Linked DNA regions of Sus scrofa: region 2 is linked to region 1. The links are chromatin contacts, called in public Hi-C maps. All regions are on one chromosome and are shown on one strand. The core of a region is the stretch at or near the end of the contact, and the rest is flanking DNA. Distances in the headings are between cores, read along the strand shown. Region 1 overlaps LOC110256106 (a long non-coding RNA gene). Region 2 holds the start of ALOX12 (arachidonate 12-lipoxygenase, 12S-type).

Region 1 (5,854 bases), core at 1,752-4,251:
AATATCCAAAATACACAAACAGCTCATATAAGTCAATAACAACACAGAACAAAACAAAACAGGAGTTCCTATCGTGGCTCAGTAGTAATGAACCTGACTAGTATTCATGAGGACACAGGTTCAACCCCTGGCCTCACTCAGTGGGTTAAGGATCTGGTTTGCTCTGAGCTATGGTGTAGGTCGCAGACGCGGCTCGGATCTGGTGTTGCTGTGGCTGTGGTGTAGGCTGGCAGCTGCAGCTCTGATTTGACCCCAAGCCTGGGAAACTCCATATGCTGTGGGTGTGGCCCTAAAAAGACCAAAGATAGGAGTTCCCATCATGGCACAGCAAAAACAAATCCGACTAGAAACCACGAGGCTGTGGGTTCCATCCCTGGCCTCGCTCAGTGGGTCAAGGATCCAGCGTTGCCATGAGCTGTGATGTAGGTCACAGACACGCTTGGATCCTGCGTAGCTGTGGTTGTGGTGTAGGCTGGCAGCTGGAGCTCTGATTCGACCCCTAGCCTAGGAGCCTCTATATGCCATGGGAGTGGCCCTAAAAAGCAAAAAAGAAGACAGACAAAAAAAAAAAAGAAGAAGAAGACATACAGATGGACAACAGGTACACAAAAAGATTCTCAGCATTGCTAATTATTAGAGAAATGCCAATTAAAACCACAATGAGGTGTCATCTCACACTGGTCAGATTGGCTATCGACAAAAAATCTACAAATAATAAATGCTAGAAAGGGTGTGGAAAAAAGGGAGCCCTCTCATACTGTTGGTAGGAAGGTAAATTGGTGCAGCCACCATGGAAAACATTATGGAGTTAAAAGAACTAAAAATAGGAGTTCTCATTGTGGCTCAGTGGGTTAAGGACCCAATGCAGCCTCTGTGAGGAAATGGGTTCCATCCCTGGCCTCGCTCTGTGGGTTAAGGACCCAGCATTGCTGCAAGCTACACTGTAGGTCGCAGATGCACCTCCGATCCAGTGTTGCCGTGGCTGTGGCATAGGCCTGCAGCTGCAGCTCCCATTCGACCCTTAGCCTCCAATTCGACCCATATGCCACAGGTGCAGCCATAAAAAGAAAAACAAAAACAAAAACTAAACTAAAAATAGAGCTACCATATGATCCAGCAATCCCACTCCTGGGTATACAGCCAGAAAAAACCAAAAACTCTAACTCAAAAAAATAGATGCACAGGTTTTCACCATTCTCTAATTTGCTGAATAAATATAGCATGGCTAGACTTTTTTCTGCAAGACAAAATACTCCCTGTCCACTGCAGAAAAGGTAGGGAATTTGGATAAACAAAAAAGGAGAAAAAATAATATAAAAATCATCCCAAATCCTCCCACCAAGACATGTGACCTTTTCTGCACATTTTCTTTTTTTCTGTGTAACCACAGAGGAGACCTACAGTGCTTGCTCCTCCTTCGGGAGGAATTTCCCCTCTTACCACCCCAGCTGCTCATGCTGCTGAGTTTATACCGTCAGCGCCACCCCTCAGGTCACTGGATGAGGCATCCTGCCTGTATTAGTCAGGGTTTAGTCAGGAAAGCAGACGCCACCCTGAGTTTTTCAAACCAAATAAAGGAAATGGGTTCCACAGGAAATGGAAAAGCTGAGAGGCCAAACAGAGGATGGCGAGGCGACTGGAGGTTCACGAGGGTCAGGAGCAGCTGCTGCCCCAGGGCTGAAGGGACGGCGGGAGAAGGACGTTTTATCAGAACACAGAGGTTGGGACCAGCCAGAAGGAGCCAGAAGCAAGGAAAGGGATTTCCAGGGAGGTGGACCCATAGCAGGAAGGTCTGTTTTTTTTTTTTTTTTTTGGCAGGGGGGAACAGGAGACTTCAGAAAAGAGAAGCAGTCGTAGTCAAGGACCTCACAGGAAGAGACAAAGCAGGGAGGACCCCCTAGCCTTTCCCCTCTCCTATTCTCCAATCATCTGCCACTGTCTTCCTTTGGCCGAAGCTACCCAGAAGGTTCTGACCAGAGGAGGACAGGAGAGGGGATGGGAGTGAATGCACATAAGCAATTGGCCAGCAACTGTCTAAGAGCAACCGATCAGCTGGCCAGCCACACGCCATCACCGATTCTTACCAAAAAGGTTCACGCGGACTCTAACCAAGAGGAAATAATCAAGAGTTCCTGTCGTGGCTCAGTGGGTTCAGAATCCAATATAGTGTCCCTGAGGATGTGGGTTCGACCCCTGGCCTCGCTCAGTGGGTTGAGGATCTGGCATTGCCGCAAGCTCTGACAGAGGCCACAGGTGCGGCTCAGACCCGTTGTTGCCATGACTGTGGTGTAGGTTGCAGACACAGCTTGGATCCTACATGGCTGTGGCTGTGGCCGGCAGTTATAGTTCCGATTCAACCTCTAGCCTGGGAACCTCCATATGCCACAGGTTCAGCCCTAAAAAGATAAAAAAAAAAAAAAAAAAGGAAAATGCCATGATGTCTTCAACTAACTGCACACATTTATATAAAGCGCAATCAAGCAAAGTGGCAAGTGTTAAAATTGGTGACTACGTGAGGAGTCTACAGGCATTTGGTCTATTATTCAGGCAACTATCCTGAAAGTGTAACATTTTTCAAACTAAAAACTTGAGGGAAAAAATAGGCTTTGACCACTGGCATGAGGTGAAAAGATGAACTGAACCAACTAGTTCTTAGGCATTTGAACCTAAAAATACAAAAGAGAACTTACCGGTTAGCAATAAATTTGGAGCTAACAGAAAAACACGAGTGGAGTTACGGCAAAGAGCAAACTAAAATTATGCGCGAGTCAAAATTATGCGGTAGGAGAAAAGCTATGGCAAATTGCAAAAATAGCTGCCAAGTAATCTTTCCACTTCTCCCATTAAGAGGGGAAGTCTGTTTCTCCTCCCTGTCATCTGAATTCGCTTTGGTCAACAAAATCCAGCGGAAGTGACACAGTGCCAGCTCTGGACCTGGGGCTTAAGGGACCTGACAGCTTCGGCTTGAGTTCTCCTCAAGCACTGAGTCACCAGGAAAAATAGCTCCCCCCGGAGAGATTGGTCCAGCTGAGCCCTCGCTGGTCTAGACACTGTAGCTGAGAAGCCACACACGTGAGTGAAGCCATCAACGTCACTCAGCCCCAGTCAGGCTGACCCAGCCAACACTCGATGGAGCGGGACTGAGCCGTTCCCGCCGATCCCTTCCCAAATCACAGCATCGAGAGCCAATAAATAAAAGGCGATTGTTGCTTTAAGCCAAAGAATTTGGGGGAGGTTCACCGTAGAACCAATAGAGAGCAGAGGAGACAGACAGGGACGCAGAGATGCCTGTAGGGAAAGTGAAAAACTTCCTGGGTTTGATCCTTCCAGTTCATTCCACACATAGACGCAAAACAATCCCCACCCCTCTCTCGAGTTAAATCAAGCAGATCTCTGTTCCCGGCAGCAGAGCCGGACACAAACGGTCCCTCCCGCCCTTTCTCTGTGCAGGTGTTTTCCTTTTTCAAAGATTCTGGATGAACATCTCTTCGTTCTGCTGGTGCCCGTTCATCTCCTTATTTATTGAGTGATAGCACCTGCTGTTTACAATGGGTCATTGTGAAATGCAGCGCATAAATAGGAGGGGGGGTAAACTAATTAGTGCCACTTCAATAACAGCGCAAGCTACCAACCACCCAGTGTGAGATATAAAACATTTCCAGTCTTTTCAAAGCCTCTGTTTACGCCTCAGTTGCAGTCTTTACCCTCAGCGCTAACCGCTGGGATGGTTATTGCGTTGGTCATTCCAATTTTTCCTTTCCATTTCCACCTAATTTGCACCCCTAAATATTACTTTGTTTTGGAAACCTGAGTAGCAAGCACCAGTCAAGGAGGGCGAGGAAGAGGTGATCCTGCCACCGTTGAAGGAGAAGAGAAGCTGAACCGACTCTGGGCCACTGTCTGGCTTCAGCTTCCCGGAGCCTTTACAAGAGCCTTAATGGGAAAATCATTGAGTAAGACGATGAGTAACCCCGGGCATCAGGCTCAGCAGTTGAGACATGTGGCAGCACCGCAGCACGGGCCAGGGTTTAGGTGTCTGGCTGGGATACAGTCAGAGGGAGGGGCTCCTCTGTGTTTTCTGTTCACATGACTTGTGCTCCAACTCCTCAAAGAAGTCAGGAGTTCCCATCGTGGCTCAGTGGTTAACGAATCCAACTAGGAACGAGGAGGTGACGGGTTCGAGCCCTGGCCCTGCTCAGTGGGTTAAGGATCCAGCGTTGCCGTGAGCTGTGGTGTAGGTCACAGAGTGGCTCGGATCCCATGTGGCTGTGGTTCTGGCGTAGGCTGGCGGCTACAGCTCCAATTTGACCTCTAGCCTGGGAACCTCCATATGCCGGGGGAGCGGCCCTAGAAAAGGCAAAAAGACAAAAAAAAAAAAAAAAAAAAAAAAAAAGTCAAAGCAGAGCATTTGTAGACAAACATCCACAGCAGATCACGCATGAGTAATCAGCACGTTGGGGAAGTTCAGAGAAAAACTGGGGCCTGTCTCTCTGAACACCCTGTCCTTGATTTAAAAGTCCACCTGATGGCACAGGGGCAGAGGGGGGCAGCTGCCCTCCATTTGTCTCTCTCTCTGGGGTCACGCTGCTTCAATCCGCAATGGTTTCCTTCTGCAACTAGCGCAGCTGTCATCCTGGAGCCCCCAACACCCTCACCTCAAGGACTCCCCTCTCCTTTCTCCTGCGTCAGATCCCTACCTGTTGTGTCCCACACCTTCCTCTTGGTTTATTCTCTCGTTAAAAAAACACAGGGATGTTGTGAGAAAATCCAGGGAGAATGTGAGAAAAAGAACGTATATACATGTACAACTGGCTCACGTTACTGTACAGCAGAAATGGACACAACATTGTAACTCAACTATTTAAAAAAACAACACAGCTGCTGAGAGTGTGCACTGTTGCTCAGTGGGTTAAAAACACAACTCCGTTGTCCATGAGGATGCAGGTGCAATCCCTGGCCTTACTCAGTGGGTTAAGGATCTGGCTTTGCCACAAGCTGCAGCATAGGTCTCAGATGCAGCTCAGATCTTGCGTTGCTGTGGCTGTGGTGTAGGCTGGCAGCTGTAACTCCAATTCCACCCCTAGCCTGGGAACCTCCATATGCCTAGGGTGCGCCATTTAAAAAGAAAAAAAAAAAAAGCCTCTGGGAGTTCCCACTGTGGCACAGTGGGTTAAGAATCCTACTGCAGCAGCTCAAGACACTGTGGAGGCATGGATTCCATCCCCTGCCTGGTACAGTGCATTAAAGGATCCGGCATTGACACAGCTACAGCTCAAATTCAGTCAATCAGTGGCCCAGGAACTTCCATATGCTGCAGGTGCAGCCATAGGAAAGAAAAAATCCCCCCACACACAGCCTCCAGAGTTCCCTGGCTGTGCAGGGGGTTAAAGATCCAGCATTGCCACGGCTGTGGCTCAGGTCACTGCCATGGCATGGGTTTGATCCCTGGCTGGGGAACTTCTGCATGCTGCAGGCATGACCAAAAAAACCCAAGAAACAAAACAAAACACAGCCTCCAGTAGCTTCTTCAGAAAGGCCGCATGGGAGGGAAATGCTCGGAGATCTTGACACCACAGCTACAGCAACTCGGGATCCGAGCCACGTCTTTGACCTACACCACAGCTCATGGCAACGCCGGATCCTTCACCCACTGAGCGAGGCCAAGGATCAAACCTGCAACCTCATGATTCCTAGTCGGATTCGCTTCTGCTGCGCCAAGACAAGAACTCCTGCTTCAGAATTTTGCAGGCACTGCTCTGTTGCCTTCGTGCTTCCAGTGTTATTCACTGAAGAAGGCAAAGCCAAATCTGGGTCCCAGCCTCCATCTCTGTCTCCTTTTCCTTTGCAAATCTCT
Region 2 (5,854 bases), core at 2,264-4,763, 36 kb after region 1:
CCACAGCAACGTGGGCTCCAAGCTGTGTCTGCAACCTACACCACAGCTCACAGCAACACCGAATGCTTAGCCCACCGAGTGAGGCCAGGGATCGAACCCTCATCCTCATGGTTACCAGTCAGGCTTGTTACTGCTGAGCTGTGACTGGAATCAATCTTTTTAGAAGCTAAGCCAGCCTCTTGCAGCGTTATGACCCAGGACCGTCTCTGCCAAGGCCCTGGGAGGCACCTCTTTGAAATGGAAGCATCGGAAGAGAGGGCACCCCTATCTCCCAGCTTCTGTGGGAGGGTAGGACCCTAACTGAGCCAGGAGGTGGGCTCCTGGCTCCAAGATGCAAAACTACCCCCTGTCATAAACATGCAGGAACTTTGCTTTTCCTATGACTAAGCCTGTTAATAACCCAAGGACTACCAACTACCAGGTAAAGTTGGAATGTGTGTGACAAGAGGGGGTGTCAGGCCTCTTACTTGAGGACTAATTAATGTTTATCTTGGGAACCTGTGTGTGATGGCTCTATCTGCTTGGTTCTATAAATGGGTGGGGTTACTTTACAATCTCTCAGCGGATGGCCCGTGACTCAGGTCACGTTCTGGAAATGCTCATTCAACTGTGAAACTGTCTTCTTTCCTCTGCTACCTTTGCGGAAAGCTTTTCCCAGGTTGGGAAATTTTGTTTTTAATTATAGCCTCCAAACAGAATGCTTCTGCTTATGCAAAAACAAGTGGGAGGGTCTTGAGAAGAAAGACCCCTAAATGGAGGCTGAGACCTGGACATGGAAAAACAGTATGGGGTAGGGAAATGCAAAGGGATTTCTAGAAGGAATGAGCTCTAAGGGTTTTATTTATTTTTTCCCCACGTTTTAGGGCCACACCTTGTAGCATATGGACGTTCCGGGGATAGGGGTGGAACTGGAGCTATAGCTGCCGGCCTACGCCACAGCCACAATGCCAGATCCGAGCGGCGTCTGCAACCTACAACACAGCTCGTGGCAACGCCAGACCCTTAACCCACTGAGTGTGACCAGGGATCAAACCTGCATTCTCATGGATACTAGTTGGGTTCATTTCCGCTGAGCCACAGTGGGAACTCCATCTAAGTGCTTTAAACATGAACTTATTTGACATAGGTAATAGCTTGGATTATAGCTTATTGGATTATTTTTTTTTTGTCTTGTTTTTAGCACATGGAGGTTCCCAGGTTAAGGGTGCAATTGGAGCCACATCTGCCACCTACACCACCGGATCCTTAACCCACTGAGCAAAGCTAGGGATCAAACCCACATCCTCATGGATACTAGTTGGGTTCATTATCGCTGAGCCACAATGGGAACTCCAATAGTTCTTAATTATTCATCCCCACCCCCACCCTGTCTCTGCTCTGTGACCTTGAAGTCCTCTCCAGTGGGCAGAAAAGGTGCCATGAAACAGCAGAGAAGCAGGTGGAAATATGACTGGTTTAGAGAGTAGGTATGAAGCAAACTCTTTTCTAAGCAAAAGGGTATGGAAAGGCCAGATTCAGCTACTACCTGAGATGGGAATGAGAGCCATTCTACTTGGATATTCTGGTGACTCCCAGAACTAGAGGAAATGGGGGGCCAGCAAACGGCAGACACCAGCCCTGAGCACTGAGGAGGTGGCCAGGAGTAGGCCCAGAAGATAAAGGGGAGGAGCAGAGTTCCTGCTGTGGCACAACAGGATCTGCAGTCTCTGGAGTGCTGGGACAGTTTCGATCCCTGGCCCCGCAGTGGGTTAAGGATCCAGCATTGCTGCAACTGCAGCATAGTTCACAACTGCAGCTCAGATCTGATCCCTGGCAGGGCAGCCAAAAAAGGGCACCCAGCAAGGATCGTTCGCCTCCATAAGCTTTGGAGGCTGGAACGTAGGACTGGAATTCCTCTTACCCCCACCAGTAACTAACATGTCAGGTCATTTTTGAGGGTCTGGCTGAAGAAAGCAGATTTTCCTTGCTCCAGCCTAGCCCAGGCCACCAGTCACATCCTCTATGAGCCAAATATTTATATGACTTGGGCCCAGAATACCTAGATAGGGTCATGCAAGAGACTTCGTGGGTGAGTGGCAAAGCCTGAGCCCTGAATCATCCTTCTCATGTTTACAAAGTCCCTAACCAGCACTGGCTCCACTGCTGCTCCCTGGTTTCCTGCCCTGAGGGCCACGGAGGACCAGGAAATAGCTGGGGGGAGCAGGATGAAGACAAGAGGAAAGAGAAAAGAAGTAGAAGTTCGTGACTAATACCAACTTTATATCGATTTTTTAGGAGAAAGTTGAATTCCGGTGAGGGAAGCAGGCACCAGGGTCGGTGAAGCCAGAGTAAAAAATTAACCTGGAACAGAAAGAAGGGGAAGGAGTTCCTGTTGTGGCTCAGTGGTTAACAAATCCGACTAGGAACTGTGAAGCTGCAGGTTCGATCCCTGGCCTTGCTCAGTGGGTTAAGGATCCGGCATTGCCGTGTAGGTGGCAGATTCAGCTCGAATCTCGTGTTGCTGTGGCTGTGGTGTAGGCCGGCGGCTACAGCTCTGATTAGACCCCTAGCCTGGGAACCTCCATATGCTGCAGGTGTGGCCCTAGAAAAGATTAAAAAAAAAAAAAAAGAAAGAAAGAGAGAGAGGGAAGGAGGGAGGAAGGGAAGAGGCTGCATTCACCTGGAGGGGGGAAAGGCCATGGGAGTCGCCCACGGATGCTGGGTCCCTAAGTGACTCCATCCTGAGCCCTAACACCTGAGTCCCTAACATTCTCTGCACCCGCTCTGAAGGCTGGAAAAAAGAAGGCTTTCACTGTCCTGCCTCAGAGGCCTCCCTCAGCCTCTGGCGGGCATCTGGTCCTAACCCCACCCTCTCTGAAACGAGGTCAGGGGAAGGGAGGGAGAAGGCTTTGAGCTGTTACTTTTCCAGGTTCTAGGCGGCCTGGGGGGCCTCTGGCCACTTACTTAAAGACTGGGCTCGAAGGAGATAGGAATCAGGAACTGAAGCCTTACTGGGCCGCACTGGGTCTAAGAGCCAGACATTCCCAGGGCCCAGCACAGCCTCCCTGGGGTCGGTCCAGTTTTCCCCAGGTCCCAACCCAGAAAAACTTAGACTTTCCCCTCCGTTTGGAAGACTGACTCACCCCCTCTTCCTCCCAGCTCTCCAAAAGGCCCAGAGCCCTCGGGAAGTGTCCTCCTCGGGGCTCCCTCCTCCCCCGAGGCTTCTGGCCTCAGGCCTCCCAGGCGGTTCCAGAGAGACCCCGGCGCATCCATCCTCTCGGCCTCACCCGGGCTGAGGCCCCTTTACCTTCTCGCAGCTCCGCTCCGGCCGGCCGGCCGGGAGGCGCGGCCCTTCCGCACAGCCCGCGGGGCCGCTGCAGGTTTGGGCTAGTCCGGGGCGGGGTCTGGGAGCGCCTGAAAGTGGGGACGAGGGCGGGGACGCGGACCCAGCCTTAAAGGCCCGGACCGGCCCTAAGGCGCCTCGACAGCCGCCGGCCGCCCGGGGCGGCCCCGAGAAGCGCGCACGGCGCGGGTCCCCTCGCCCGAGCCGCCATGGGCCGCTACCGCATCCGGGTGGCCACCGGAGACTCGATCTTCGCCGGGTCGCTCAACAGCGTGCAGCTGGGGCTGGTCGGGGCGCGCGGGGAGACGGAGCTGGAGCTGCAGCTGCGGCCGGCGCGGGGCCAGGTCAGCGGGCGGCGCGGGGCCAGACCCCCCCCTCCCCGGCCGGGACGCGGGGGGCTGGCGAGGGGCGGGGTCCGGGGGCCAAACGGCAGCAGGACCTTGCCAGGCGTTGGGACGGCGGCGGCGCCCGGGCCAGGAGAGGATGGGGGTGGGGGGCACGGCCCGGGCTGGGAGCGACCTGCTTCTCCCTTCGCGACGGCCCTCCTCGCAGCCTCCAACTCCTCCTCCTCCAAATGACCCTAGTGTCAATACAGGATGACGGGTCAAACGGGAAGCTCCCGAGAGCGCGCGGGCGCGGGAGAGCTCAGTTAAAGGACCCACGGAGGGGAGGATGCTCAGACCTCACGTCTCTGCGGGCCGCGCGCCGGGCTCCCTCTTCCTCCCGGTGCGACGGGGCGGCTGAGACCCACCGCGCGGGTGTCAGGAACAGGGAAGGACGGAGGCTGTCTTTGGAGGTCTTGACAACGGAGGCTCCACGAAGAGCCCTCTCCTCTCCCGTCCCCATCGCACGTCTGGCCCCCAACCCCCACCCTGGCAAAAACGCCCCCCCCCCCAGGACCCTGCTATTGAGTCTCCGGATTCTGGTCCCACAGGAGGAGGAGTTCGGGCTTGACGCTCCCAAGGACTTGGGGCCGCTGCAGTTCGTCAAGCTGCGCAAACACCACTCCCTGGTGGACGACGCGTGGTTCTGCGACCGCATCACGGTGCAGGGCCCTGGAGCCGGCGAGGAGGTCGCCTTCCCCTGCTACCGCTGGGTGCAGGGGGACGGCGTACTGTGCCTGCCCGAGGGCACCGGTGAGGGGCAGGGTCGGGAGACGGGGCGCAGGCCCTGGGGAAGGGAGGAGGGGCGAGGTCTGAGAAAGATCAAAGGGGCTTGAAAAAAAGTGGGTGTTCAGCAGGTTAAATGCAGAGAAGGCAGGAAATGGGAAAAAGTTATAAAGTGCCAAATTTATACACAGAATAAAAAGGCTGCACGTGGGGCCGGACTGGGACACTTTGTGTAGGTCCCACCCTCCAAGAAGGTGAGGACAAGCAGGGGGCTTGCAGCAAGGCTGGAAAACATAAGAACTGGGGGGAGGGGGGGTGAGCTCCATAGGGGGTCTTGGAGAGTTAGGGCAGGACAGGTAAGGGTGGCACACGGACTAGGGATGGGAGCGACCCCCCCAGAGGAGACAGCAAAGGGAAACAATAAACGGTCTGACATGGAGGAGTTCCTGTCGTGGCTCAGTGGTTAACGTACCCGACTAGGACCCATGAGAACGCGGGTTCAATCCCTGGCCTCACTCAGCGGGTTAAAGATGTGGCGTTGCCATGAGCTGTGGTGTGGTTTACAGATGTGCCTCGGATCTGGCGTTGCTGTGGCTGTGGCGTAGGCCGGTGGCTGCAGCTCCGATTGGACCCCTGGCCTGGGAACCTCCATATGCTGTGGGTACGGCCCTAACAAGGACAAAACAAAACCAAAAAAACTTGGAGAGCTGGTTTGGTTGGAAGAACATGGAAGGAGACTGTGAGGGGCAGGAGCCCGCCAACAGCGGGTGCGGATGAACAGGAGGACAGCAAATACAGAATTTGTTACAGTGGGAAATGAGGAGAGCTGGTGGCGGAGGCAAATGAACTCTACCACTTTGAGCCGGGTGAGCACAGTACAAACAAGAGCAGGAACAAATCGATCATATACACTCTGCAGCTAAGTCTCAGCAAAGGGAAGTCAGGGGACAAAGCAAATACAGCTCTTCCTCAAAGCCTCTTGTGGGCGGGTAAGGTGTGGCAGGTGGGGGCTCAAGACACGTGAAATGAACCAAAGCAAAATACAGGAGAAAATAACTGTGGGCACATGGGTGATGGAGATTTTATCACCTTAATTAGGGGGATTTTTCCAACCATAAATATCGATGACATTGGATCAGGGAGGGAAAAGAGGAGTTAAGAGACCAGGAAGGGTGTATAACCCCGGAGATGGCTGTCTCAAGGCAAGAGAGGAGCGCCAAGGCTGGGGAAAGCCGGAGGGCAAAGCTGGCAAAGATTAATGTGTCTGGGGAACCGATGGAGCGAGGCAAGGCCAGAGGTGAAAGCAACAGAGCGTGACTGACCACAAGGCCTGTGACCACGGAAAGGAAGAGGAGGACAAGGAGGGGAGTGCCCAGGACCTCACAAACTGTGGCCAATCGTCTTGATGTCTCCCCAGCCCGCC

The links. Hi-C and Micro-C count contacts between places; a contact is called where the count stands out from the background.
Region 2: a Hi-C map of liver shows a contact between it and region 1, with 3 times the contacts expected there. The contact joins the promoter of ALOX12 here to the enhancer-like site in region 1. A contact is called at or near these places in 7 of 47 Hi-C or Micro-C datasets (embryonic fibroblasts, epiblast stem cells, fetal heart ventricle and 2 more) and 2 of 2 datasets of contacts at active chromatin or transcription factors (alveolar macrophages and skeletal muscle).

What each region holds. Positions count from the first base shown.
Region 1 is chr12:52,362,645-52,368,498 of Sscrofa11.1, forward strand. The region is part of intron 4 of LOC110256106 (a long non-coding RNA gene); the gene reads right to left. Among named protein-coding and RNA genes, the nearest start is that of ALOX12, 36 kb to the right of the region's middle. Within about 2 kb of position 3,002, at least 41 of the 83 cell types and tissues checked have an H3K27ac peak or open chromatin away from gene starts, as enhancers often do. A contact at or near this core is called in alveolar macrophages, embryonic fibroblasts, liver and 2 more, where this site is marked.
Region 2 is chr12:52,398,348-52,404,201 of Sscrofa11.1, forward strand. It overlaps ALOX12 (arachidonate 12-lipoxygenase, 12S-type), which reads left to right and starts at 3,514. Exons shown (of 14, transcript XM_003483092.4): 1 at 3,514-3,666; 2 at 4,257-4,458; 3 at 5,849-5,854. The coding sequence starts at 3,532. It overlaps LOC110256106 (a long non-coding RNA gene), which reads right to left and starts at 4,142. Exons shown (of 9, transcript XR_002337351.1): 1 at 4,005-4,142; 2 at 3,287-3,902.